Linked DNA regions of Sus scrofa: all the other regions are linked to region 1. A link is a contact called in public HiChIP or PLAC-seq data. All regions are on one chromosome and are shown on one strand. The core of a region is the stretch at or near the end of the contact, and the rest is flanking DNA. Distances in the headings are between cores, read along the strand shown. Region 1 holds the start of LOC100622859 (putative inhibitor of apoptosis). Region 2 has its middle 31 kb from the start of MMP7. Region 3 overlaps MMP20 (matrix metallopeptidase 20). Region 4 holds the start of YAP1 (transcriptional coactivator YAP1).

The links. HiChIP or PLAC-seq counts read pairs in DNA pulled down with a chosen protein or histone mark.
Region 2: an H3K27ac HiChIP or PLAC-seq map of alveolar macrophages shows a contact between it and region 1. The contact joins the enhancer-like site here to the promoter of LOC100622859 in region 1. A contact is called at or near these places in 1 of 5 promoter capture datasets (liver), 25 of 47 Hi-C or Micro-C datasets (adipose tissue, alveolar macrophages, blood and 13 more) and 2 of 2 datasets of contacts at active chromatin or transcription factors (alveolar macrophages and skeletal muscle).
Region 3: a contact with region 1 is called in an H3K27ac HiChIP or PLAC-seq map of alveolar macrophages. The contact joins the enhancer-like site here to the promoter of LOC100622859 in region 1. A contact is called at or near these places in 6 of 47 Hi-C or Micro-C datasets (alveolar macrophages, embryonic fibroblasts, epiblast stem cells and 2 more) and 1 of 2 datasets of contacts at active chromatin or transcription factors (alveolar macrophages).
Region 4: a contact with region 1 is called in an H3K27ac HiChIP or PLAC-seq map of skeletal muscle. The contact joins the promoter of YAP1 here to the promoter of LOC100622859 in region 1. A contact is called at or near these places in 1 of 5 promoter capture datasets (liver), 1 of 47 Hi-C or Micro-C datasets (embryonic fibroblasts) and 1 of 2 datasets of contacts at active chromatin or transcription factors (skeletal muscle).

Annotation. Positions count from the first base shown.
Region 1 is chr9:33,040,167-33,042,866 of Sscrofa11.1, forward strand. It overlaps LOC100622859 (putative inhibitor of apoptosis), which reads left to right and starts at 1,426. Exons shown (of 8, transcript XM_013979324.2): 1 at 1,426-1,578.
Region 2 is chr9:33,192,368-33,195,067 of Sscrofa11.1, forward strand. No RefSeq gene overlaps it. Among named protein-coding and RNA genes, the nearest start is that of MMP7, 31 kb to the right of the region's middle. Within about 2 kb of position 1,259, at least 5 of the 83 cell types and tissues checked have an H3K27ac peak or open chromatin away from gene starts, as enhancers often do. A contact at or near this core is called in alveolar macrophages, where this site is marked.
Region 3 is chr9:33,283,888-33,286,587 of Sscrofa11.1, forward strand. The region is part of intron 6 of MMP20 (matrix metallopeptidase 20); the gene reads right to left. Among named protein-coding and RNA genes, the nearest start is that of MMP20, 23 kb to the right of the region's middle. Within about 2 kb of position 1,379, at least 2 of the 83 cell types and tissues checked have an H3K27ac peak or open chromatin away from gene starts, as enhancers often do. A contact at or near this core is called in alveolar macrophages, where this site is marked.
Region 4 is chr9:32,810,234-32,812,933 of Sscrofa11.1, forward strand. It overlaps YAP1 (transcriptional coactivator YAP1), which reads left to right and starts at 1,396. Exons shown (of 10, transcript XM_021062706.1): 1 at 1,396-1,534; 2 at 1,537-1,718. The coding sequence starts at 1,396. LOC102157672 (a long non-coding RNA gene) reads right to left here and starts at 1,399. Exons shown (of 2, transcript XR_002335614.1): 1 at 279-1,399.

The DNA of each region.
Region 1 (2,700 bases), core at 176-2,675:
TTTTTTTTAATATCTGACTTCGAGTTTTTGAAATATGAATTTCCCCCTATACTGTTTCGGTCAGGACAAGAACTGAAAAAGAGAAATAATCTTGAATCCAGAATGAACAAGTCTTGCTATATGTATTTTCCCACACATAAAAAGAAAGTTCTGTAACTTCCCAAGAGATTGTAACTTGAACTAAACACTGAAATACTATCAAAACTCATGTGCATATTTGGAAGAAGTTTTTAGTCATTGGGAATCAAGCATGCATTTCTTTTCTCTGTATCACAAGCTGTTACAAATACTTTTACTATTAACATTGGAACAGAAGCCCTCCTGTTCTGTTACTGACTGGCAGGCAGAAATGACGGGGAGGAAATGGGAAATGGTTCAGGGTCTCGGAATTCCCCTGGCTGCCTAATTAAGTGGCTTGTTATTTGGAAGTTTTTTTTGAAATATTTGCCCCCTGGAGTTCCCCTGAGAGAAGAAAGCATCCGATATCATTGACAATGAGTGTCTTCACAGAACATAAATTAAAAAATTCTCCTGCCGCCATTCAACTAATACTGCATGCAACTGTCTGTCTTCACCCCATTGCTAAAGAGGGGGCTGGAAAACGTCCCTGACTAGTAAAGGTAGTATTTTGTATTTACAATTTTTTTCTGACAGTTAACTTTTAAAATGTGATGGACAAATGGGCTCCTTTATGGTTCGTGTACGATTTACATATACACACATCTACATAAATGTATATATTCCGTTCTAGCCACATTCAGAAAAAAGGGGGAGTGAAGCCTGGCCTGAAACACCGTGTTCACTTTGCTAGTGATGAAAATAGGACACTTTTCGTTAATGCATTCGTCTCCAGAAGAGAAAAACAGAAAAGATAGTGATTATATAATAGATATGCCCCCCAACATTATAGAATCAAGGCTTCAAAATTAATCTGAGGCTGTTCTGCTTTCCAACACTTGGCTTTTTTCCCATCCCCAGGGCCAGCTGTGGAAGGTTGACGCCAGGCAGCTGCAAAGGGGAAATGGTTACAGCTGTTTACTTAGTTGCAGCCGAAACGCCTCCGGGCTGACTCCACCCTCAAACGCCGTCATCCACGCCGAGGGGAGGGTCCCATTGGAGGAATCCGGCCGGGAACTAATCCCGGCGAGTCGACGTGGGGAGAGGTTCGCCACCCGCGCCCGGGCGTTTCCCCAGGGCTTCCAAAGATTCAAACTCGACGGCTCTCGCCACGTCCCGCTCAGGAGGATGAGAGGGACAGCGAGGGAAAGTGCTCTCGCAGCGAGATTGAAGATTAGCACACCAAGCTCACGCCCAGCCCTGCCTTCCCCTGAGGGCTGACCGCGCGCTGGGTCCCGCTCTCCGCCCACAGACTCCGGGGCGCCCTCGCAGAGGGAGTGACGCGCACCCGGTCGGCGCGCTGACGTCATCGTGCGTCTGCGTGGGCCCTGAGCGGGCGGGGGGGGCCCCAGGAGCTCTAACTGCGCAGCCCAGCCGGCAGTTCAGCCCGCGTCGTTGCTCCCGGGACTGTGGAGGCTCCTGGTGGCACTGCTGTTTCGTGTTGGACGCGTCTGCCCTGTGGTGAGTGCAGGTCCTTCCGGACCCAGGCCTCGCGGGGCTGGGTCGGGGCGCGCAGGCCGCGGGGCCTGCCTTCCCCGAGACTGCAGTTGGGCTGGGGAGGACAGGGCCGGGAGTCGGGGGTCGCAGGTAGCAGTTAGCTCTTTGCTACTCTACTGTCGAAGATGCTTTTGTTTAATTCGGAAGCTCCAGTTCCAAGACATGCTGTCGAAAATAATTTTTTTAATTGACCTGTTTACAAGTCTACTCTGGCCGCTTCTCACTTTTCTGGCCCTTGGCCTTTGGCCAAGATGTTTTAAGAGTTTTTGCAGGGTTTTAAACTTAACCCTCGGTATTCCTTTATTTAATATATTCAAACGGAGACAGTAACGTATCGGCGAGATCTCTTGTTTCAGATAGGTACAACCCCGCTTTGCCACTTTAGTATTCTATTGTATATTGCGAGAAATAACTCGGGGAAATTAATAAAATTCCATAATTTCTCTTCTTTTTCCTTGCAGTCTGTCTCCTTCCCCTTCCCCCCAGCCACAGTTTGCCTAAAGAGGGCAAATCCTGTACAGTTCCTGCAGATTAAAAATATGCAAAGATAGGACCTCAAGTCCTTGTGTAACGGAGGCATTCATTCAAGCGGTCACATTCCCAAGGCCAGTGTTTCATAGGCCATTGTGCTGTGTTTTGTTTTGTGAGTTGCTTTCTGCGAATTGTTGCTTTGGAATTGTGAAGGCATTGTATTCACGAGTTCCTGGTGAATTTTAACTCTTAGTAGTTTTTTTGCCTAGTTCTGGAGAGACTTGACATTAAGAAATAACGTTATTGTCTGGATAACTGCTGTACTGTTGATGATGGGTGCAGTCTATTTTTCACCCTCCCTTTTTACCGCTAGCAAATTGCCATAGATAATTATCCTTAAACTAAATTATAAGTTGTCACCAGAAGAGGGGAGGAGGAGTTCCCGTTGTGGTGCAGTGGAAACGAATCCAACTAGGAACCATGAGGTTGTGGGTTCGATCCCTGGCCTTGCTCAGTGGGTTAAGGAGGTCTCAGACGCGGCTCGGATCTGATGTTGCTGTGGCTGTGGTGTAGGCCGGCAACTATAGCTCTGATTGGACCCCTAGTCTGGGAACC
Region 2 (2,700 bases), core at 9-2,508, 150 kb after region 1:
AAATAAAACAAAGTCAATTTCTAGCCAATACTTTTTCAGGACACAAATTTATACTTTTTTTTTTTTTTCTTTTTAGGGCTGCACCCACTGCATATGGAAGTTCCCAGGCTAGGGGTTGAATCAGAGCTACAGCTGCTGGCCTAGGCCACAGCCACAACACCACCAGATCCCAGCCCCATCTGCGACCTACACCACAGCTTGCGGCAATGCTGGATCCTTAGCCCATGAAGCAAGGCCAGGGATTGAATTGCATCCCCATGGATACTAGTTGGATTCATTTTTGTTGGGAAATCTGTCCCAAGTAAGTTATAATTAGCATCTTCTAAGCATTAATTCTTAATATACTGAATAGAAACCATTTAGCTATTTCAAATTTAAATTAGCCTCCATTAGACCTATCATTCTTGATTTATACCATTGTCTTCTAGAAGATGCCCCAAATGAAAATTTTGAGTATGTTAATTCAAACACTGCATTCATTCATTCATTCATTCAACCATTCAACAAATTCATTTTTTTTTAGGTAATTTTGTTCCAGTGAGGGTGCTAATCCTTAGGTTTCTAATTCAAAACAATTTAAATATAGACTCTACTTTTTCTGCCAAGAACTACACTTTTCATATCAATGTCATGGGGGAGGAGAAGCTTTTAAAAAGTATAAATTAAATGATTCCTTAGATGAAGAGGATGTAATCTGCTTACTTTAGGGTAGATCCTTTACAGAAGATGATCTAGTTATAGATAATGAGAAGGTATAATTAGGTGTTAAATTTGAATAGAATTCTACTCTTATTTAAGGTTCCCAAACTTTTCTGAATAATTGCTTGTTTTTATTCAGGGCTAAAAGTACGTGCTAATTTGAGAGGAAAAAGAAAGAAGCTTGTCAAATGTGCTTGCTATGATGCTGAGGTAGTTCCCAGGGCCTCTTCCAAGTTTATGTTTAGCCCATACACATGCACATAAAACAAATGACAATCCTTATTATTAAAGACTAGGAAAACAAGTCCACCCTTACTTGGTTACTTTATGAGCAAGGAGAATCATAGGTTCTTGGTCCTAAAGTCTATAATTCGAAGGAAAATGCCTTCACAAAAGAAATTAGGAATGAAAGACTGTTGTTCCTTAAAGTTTAACTCATTGTTCTTTGGTAATCATAATGCCACTTTTCTTTCTCACCAATTAAAGTTGCAACAGTAGCTCACAGATGTCACTTAGCTGGAGTCAAGCCAAAGTGCAATTTGTCATCCTCTTTATGCTTCCTAGTAATGGGACTAACCCTTTCACACCTAAAATGATCCGTGAATAAGTAGGCAGGGGTCACGTTGCATGACAACCTTCTGTACTTGCAGAAAGTAAAAAATTTACCTCCAAAGAAATAATTGTGGTCCCCAGGGTCTCCAGGTCTATGCCTGAACAGTAAAGCACTAACTCTGAATTCTCTTTTTGTTCTTTGAGGTATGGACACCTGGGCTGTGATGGCAAATGAGGGTGCGAACTAGAATTTATTTTTGCTGATCCATTCAGCCTTTTAATTGCAGCAAATATACTTTCAGTTAGAACTGATTTCCTCTGGTTTAAATGACAGATGGTTTCTTAAGAGGAAGGGTGACACCATGTGGCAGTTTTAAAACATGACTACAAATTCTTTGGCACTTCCCAAAGTGGGTCCCCCCCTTGTCTTTACTCTGGTTGGCTGTGATTGCTTTGACCAGTAGAGTGTCAAAGTGATGCTGTGTGACTTCTGAGGCTACATAGAAAGGGCTATACTACTTCACTTTGTTTGTGGGAAGACTTGCTCTTGGAGCCTTGAACCATATGTGTGAAGTCTGACCTCTCTCCATGCTGGAGAGACCACGTGTATGGTTGACAGCCCAGCTGAGCCCAGATTTCTAGCCATCCATTACAAAGTGGCAGATGTGTGAGTGAACCCATCTTGGACCCTCCAAGCCAGCCCATCTGCCCCATGGAACAAAATAATTAACCTGTGGAACTTTGCCCTCATTCCTGACCCACGAAATCATGAGATTTAATAAAATTACTATTGTTTTAAGTGACTATTTAGGGTTATTTTTAATGCAATGAGAAAAAATTGTCTTAGTTTGGGTCTTCCAAAGAATAGATGCTAAGACAGGATTAGATATGCAAGGGATTTTTAAAAAATTTTTTATTTTTAAGGCTATACTCTAAGCATGCGGCAATTCCCAGGCTAGGGTTTGAATCAGAGCTATAGCTGCTGACCTATGCCACAGCCACAGCAATGCTGGATACTTAACCCACTGAGTGAGGCCAGGAATCGAACCTGCTTTATCACAAACACTATGTCGGGTTCTTAGTCCACTGAGTCACAATGGGAACAAAAAGAGATTTTTTTTTTCTTTCAGTTTTATTGATGTGTGATTGACATACAACAGTGTATAAACTTAAGTCATATAGCATAATGGCTTGACATACATATCTATTGCGAAATGATTACCACATTAAGTTTCGTTAACATCCTCATATAGTTACAATTTTTTTTCCTTTATGATGAGAACTTTTAGGATTTACTCTGGTAGCATCTTTTAAATATACCATACAACATTGCTAACTATAGTCATTATATTTATATAATGGCACTTATTTATCTTCTCATTGGAAGTTTGTACCTTTTGACCACCTTCACCCAATCCCCACATTCCCCACTTGCTCCCTCTGGCAACC
Region 3 (2,700 bases), core at 129-2,628, 240 kb after region 1:
TGTGTCCGCTGAACTCTTGTTCCTTTTTGGTTGTACTGCACTGTCTCCCTCCCCACCTGTGTAAGCTGATTCTCCTAGTCTTTCATTTTCAAGAGAGACTCCTCATCTTTGCTATCAAGGTAATCCAGCCGGACTGGGCACTTTTATTTTCCACCATCTTCACCCCTTACTCTCCTTGACTCTGTTTTTCTCTGTCACTCTTTTTCCTAGTTTCAGGGGGAAGAGGGGTCTTTCTTCTTTCTATCATATTGATGCTCTCGGTAAAATTAATGCTTCTCTCCCCTGAGACTGGACACTGGTGCAGTGAAAAAAGCGAGGGGTGCTTGAGACTTTGTTTTGTTATTGGGTGTGTGATCTTGTATGAGTCACTTAATTTTTCTGAGACTTAATTTCCTTCTGTCAAATAATAAGTAATAATTAATAATACTGTGCTAATACTTCAAAGGTTCACTTGAAATACTGCACATGAAAGTTTTATAAACTGTGGAATACTCATAATTATTTGTAGTACTTTGAAAAGACATGTTTTTACTCTGCAGATTTATTAATTATGTAAAACAGAATTTATCAATAGAGCTAAGTTTCCTTCTAAACTTGTCTCACTGATAGAAATGTTTGTCTCTGGAAACTTTGTGAAGTACAATCATATCATTGGCCAAGAAGCCATTCATTCATTTGCAGGGAGCTCGAACCATCATGGCTGTTTATATCAGAATGTCTTAGAGGCCAAGAAATCAAACATGCATCATCCATCTCACTGAACCCAAGAAAAACAGAGCTTTAAAATTAAAAACCCAGAGTTCCTGTTGTGGCGCAGCAGAAACGAATCTGACTAATATCCATGAGGATGTAGGTTCAATCCCTGGCCTCGCTTAGTGGGTTAAGGATCCGGCATTGCCATGAGCTGTGGTGCAGCTTGCAGACGTGGCTTGGATCTGGCGTTGCTATGTCTGTGCCATAGCTGGCAGCTGTAGCTCTGATTCAACCCCTAGCCTGGGAACTTCCATATGCCACAGATGCAGCCCTAAAAAGAAAGAAAAAGTAAAATTAAAAACCGATACGTAGACAATGGTTAAAAATAATCAAAGCTCTGCATAGTGTCCTTAAATTGTTTATATCGGTCTGAGGAGCCTGTGGAGATCCATATTTATAAGCCATAACTTGTGAAGAGGTGAAGAATCGTGTTCTTAGTCAGAGTGAGTCAGCGATCTCAGCACACCTTCTGCCTCTTAGTCTGTATTTATAATACATAACAGAGAATCAGTCTGAGTAAATACAGTGCCATTTGTTGACTTTCAGTGATGCAACCTTATAGCCAGAAAAGAAATATCTCCAGGGAGACTGAAGGAGGAAGACTTCCTCTTTGGTTTTGCAGGCTTTCCTCAAGCCCACGGAACCCTGGGAAAAGTGAGATTCCAACAGAGCCACCTAAGAGCAGAGGTTACTGACTGTACTGTCCCTTCTTCCCAGAGTGCTTTGCCTTCCTTTTTCTTCATTGGCTGCTTTTCATATTTTCAAGTGCACCCAGGTATTTCTCATCTTGAAAAAACCCTCCTTTGACCGTGTTTCCTCTTCCAGCTGTTACCATAGCTCTTTGTTATTAACAAGATTCTCAAATGAATGCTCTACATCTACCATCACCATTTGCCTTTTCACTCCATGATCTGGATTTCTTCCTTACCACTCTGCTGAAACGACTTTCCTTCATTATCCTGGCCAGTCATCTCTTTTCTTCAGTCCTCACTTTGGTGATTTCTGTAGAATTTTCTATTTATCACTTAAAAAAAAGAGAAGCTCTTCTTTTCTCTGATTTATCTAGGGCTCTATTACAGGGATTCTGTCTCTGATGTCAAGTAGACCTAGGTTAAAATTCTACCTGGGAAAAGAACAGCGTGGATTAAATGAATCGGTGTCTATAAAATGCTTCGCATAACACATAGCACATTGTAAAATGTCAGCTTTTACTGTAATGATTATTACTACAGTTTATTTTCAAATCTTTCACTACGTCCTCCATGTAGGAAATTCGATAACCTACGAAGCCCCGGAGCACTGGCTTATTACTGTTGAATCCCAATAGAATTGCCATCATTTTAAATTCAGCACATCTAAAATTGAGTTTTTCTTTATGTATCCAAAAAATCTCTATGATTTTTCTATCTATGTGAGCCATGCTGCTATCTTTGACTCCTCCTTTTCCATCATTTTCACCAAATTAGTGTCCAAGTCCTGATGGTGATTCCTTCAGGAAGCCTCTCTCTGAAGAGAGGTTGCCCCTCTCTTCAGTCTCTATTTGCAAGACCCTTAAACATGTTTTCCTTTGCTTTCTAATATATATAACATCTTTCAAAATGTGACAATTAGTGACTGACAGATTATTATTTTTTTTCTTTTTACAACTGCACCTGCAGCCTATGGAAGTTCCTGGGTTGGGTTTGAATTGGAGCTGCAGCTGCTGGCCTACACCACAGCCACAGCAACCCCAGATCTGAGCCGCATCTGTGACCTATGCCGCAGCTTGTGGCAATGCCAGATCCTTAACCAAGTGAGTGAAGCCAGGGATTGAACCTGCATCCTCATGGACACTATGTCGGGTTCTTAACTCACTGAGCCACTGCAGGAACCCCCTGACGGATGTTTTTAAATAAAGAATCCTATTTTGAGAATAAAACAATGTGGAGAAGCCTACCAGACATTTGT
Region 4 (2,700 bases), core at 146-2,645, 230 kb before region 1:
AAGGAGAACCAGGTGCGTGGGGTGAGCTTCTCACCTGTTCATTTCTTACTGCTTACCGAGTCCGTGCTTGTGCCAGGCACAGGGATAACAAAGAGGTAGGCGCCTATCCCTTGGAGGATGAATGACAGGTACACAGATGACCGCTTATAACCCAAATTAAGCTTTTTTTTTTTTTTTTTTTTTTTTTGCGTTGAGGTTTTCATAACTCTGCTGCAAGTTTGAGCACTAAAAAAAGTTTTCACTTTTTAAACAGGCAATTTTTTTGTTTAGTAAATTACCTTGTCACAGATCTGGTCTTCGAGCTTCAAATTACAGTAATCGTTTACTCCATTCAAGTGTGTTTTGCATATTAATAAGTTAAAAAAATCAAGTCGTTAAAAAAAAGGACCCTTATTAAAATCAGTGTCTGTTACAGGTACCATTGTGCTCCAATCTAGTCCTGAGGCTTTGAGCCCATACTGACACTCGAGTTGGTCAAGTAGAGCTAACGCGGGGAGGGTTTAAGTGGATTTACACGTCCTCTCTAGACTTCTCTCGGCCTTAGCTGTTTCGCATCTAGGAAGCCTTTCAACCTTTCCCGGGGACTGGCGGGGAACGGGCCGCGCCGGGCGGGAGGACTTCCTGCGGCCAAGGGCGGCCGCGTTCCCCGCAGAGACCAAACTCCAACCCAGTCTAGACCCAACATTCGTCGTCGGGCCAGCCGCCCTCCTGGTGCGGATCCCCAGGCACGCTCCCGGCCCCGGCCCGAAGCCCGGTAGAGTCCAGGCCGGCGGGCGGGCTAGTCACGTGCGGCCGGGAGGGGCGTTGGAGGCCCAGAGTCTGCAGGAATGTAGTTAACTTGCTGGGGAAAGTTTCCCTCCGCGGCCGGCCACAGATTCGGTGCGGGCGGGCGCGCAGAGGAAGGAAGAGCCGCGAGGAGGCGGAGCCGCGCGCGGCTCGGGCGGGCGGTTCTCTCAACTTTAGTTTTGGCGTCCGAGGCAAGTTTCTGTCTCAGTCGGGCGCAGCCGCCGCCGGGGAAAAGAAAGGGAGGAAGGAAGGAACACGAAAAGGAAATAAGAGAGAAAGGGGGAGGGGAAAGGCAACTAGCTGTCCGGCATCCGTCAGGGGAGTGAAGGAAAAAAGTTCTCGGGCGCTGCAGGTTCGGGTCTCTGGCAGCCCCTCCCGAGGCTCAGCCGCCGGACCAGTGGAGCCCGGGCGCAGGGCGGGGGCAGAGGCGCCGGGGCGGGGGATGCGGGGCCGCGGCGCAGCCCCCCGGCCCTGAGAGCGAGGCGAACGCCGCTCCCGCCGCTGGCCCACTGCCCTTGCCGCTTCTCCCCTCTCGACCCGTCGAGCCGGGGCGCCCGGGTGGAGCCGTTGCCCGCCTAGTCTGGGTGCGCGTCGGGGGAGGCAGAAACCATGGATCCCGGGCAGCAGCAGCCGCCGCCTCAACCAGCCCCCCAGGGCCAAGGGCAGCCGCCTGCGCAGCCCCCCCAGGGGCAGGGCCCGCCGTCCGGGCCGGGGCAGCCGGCACCCCCGGGGTCCCAAGCGGCGACGCAGGCCCCCCCGCCGGACACCAGATCGTGCACGTTCGGGGGGACTCGGAGACCGACCTGGAGGCGCTTTTCAACGCCGTCATGAACCCCAAGACGGCCAACGTGCCCCAGACCGTGCCCATGAGGCTCCGGAAGCTGCCTGACTCCTTCTTCAAGCCACCGGAGCCCAAATCCCACTCCCGACAGGTAACCTCGCCGCCCCTCACCCCACTTCCCCGTCGGCGGGCCCCAAGCCCGGGGGCGCTCGGGAGCGGCGGCCGCCAGTCCTAGCCGGCGGTGGGGGGGTTCCGGGAGCGCTAGCGGTGGCGGGACGGGGGCTCGCGGAGAGCCAGAGGGACCGGAGACGCCCGCCCGGCCGCGGCTCCCCACTTCTCCCAGAGTCCGGGGCCGAGATTTGTTTTTCCCCTCGGAGTTTCTCTGCGGTTGCTGCCCCGGGGGGCGTGCTTTTCCCTTTCCTTTCTTTCTTTCTTCCTGGGGTTCCCGGGAGGTTGGCGGGAGTGGCGGGGGAGGTGGGGAGGAAGGAAGGGGGTGGGGAGAGTCGGCCCGGGCCACGGTGGGCTTGCACAATGCGCGCGCCTCCGCGCGCTCCGCACCTTCGCTCCCGCCGCCGCCGCCGCCGCCGCCGCGGGCCCGGGAAGGGGGAGGGGGGCCTCTGGCATCTGTGTGTGGGTGAGCTGCCAGCGGCGGCCGAGTTTGTGAAGTTGAGCCCTGGGCCCCCTTTCCTTCGGGGCCTCTCGGTCCACTTCAGTCTCCTGGGGAGTCAAATAATTGTTCTCTTGTTTTCCAGTGTTGATTAGGGGTGGGGGTTGAACCAGTCCATTTAGTTTCTCGCTCTTTCTCCCCCTCCCCCTCCCGAAAGCATTTATTTTCCTCGCGGCCCCGGCGCTTTCTGAATACAGGATCCAGACTTTCCTGGAAGTTGTTTATGGAGTTAGTGCTTTCACCCCTGCCCTTCCCTTGCGCCTTGGAACTCAGGCAGCCTCACTCTTATCAAACCTAGTAGGTTCACGTGTTGGCTTCCCAATTGCAGACTATTATTTACAGTCTGCTGAAATGCTTTTAAATTAGCCACATCTGCACGTTGCGCAGGACCTGAGTTGTGCTTACAGTGCCTAGGTTTTAACACAAGCCTTTGATAATGCACTGCAGGTTGACTCATAGGCCGAGT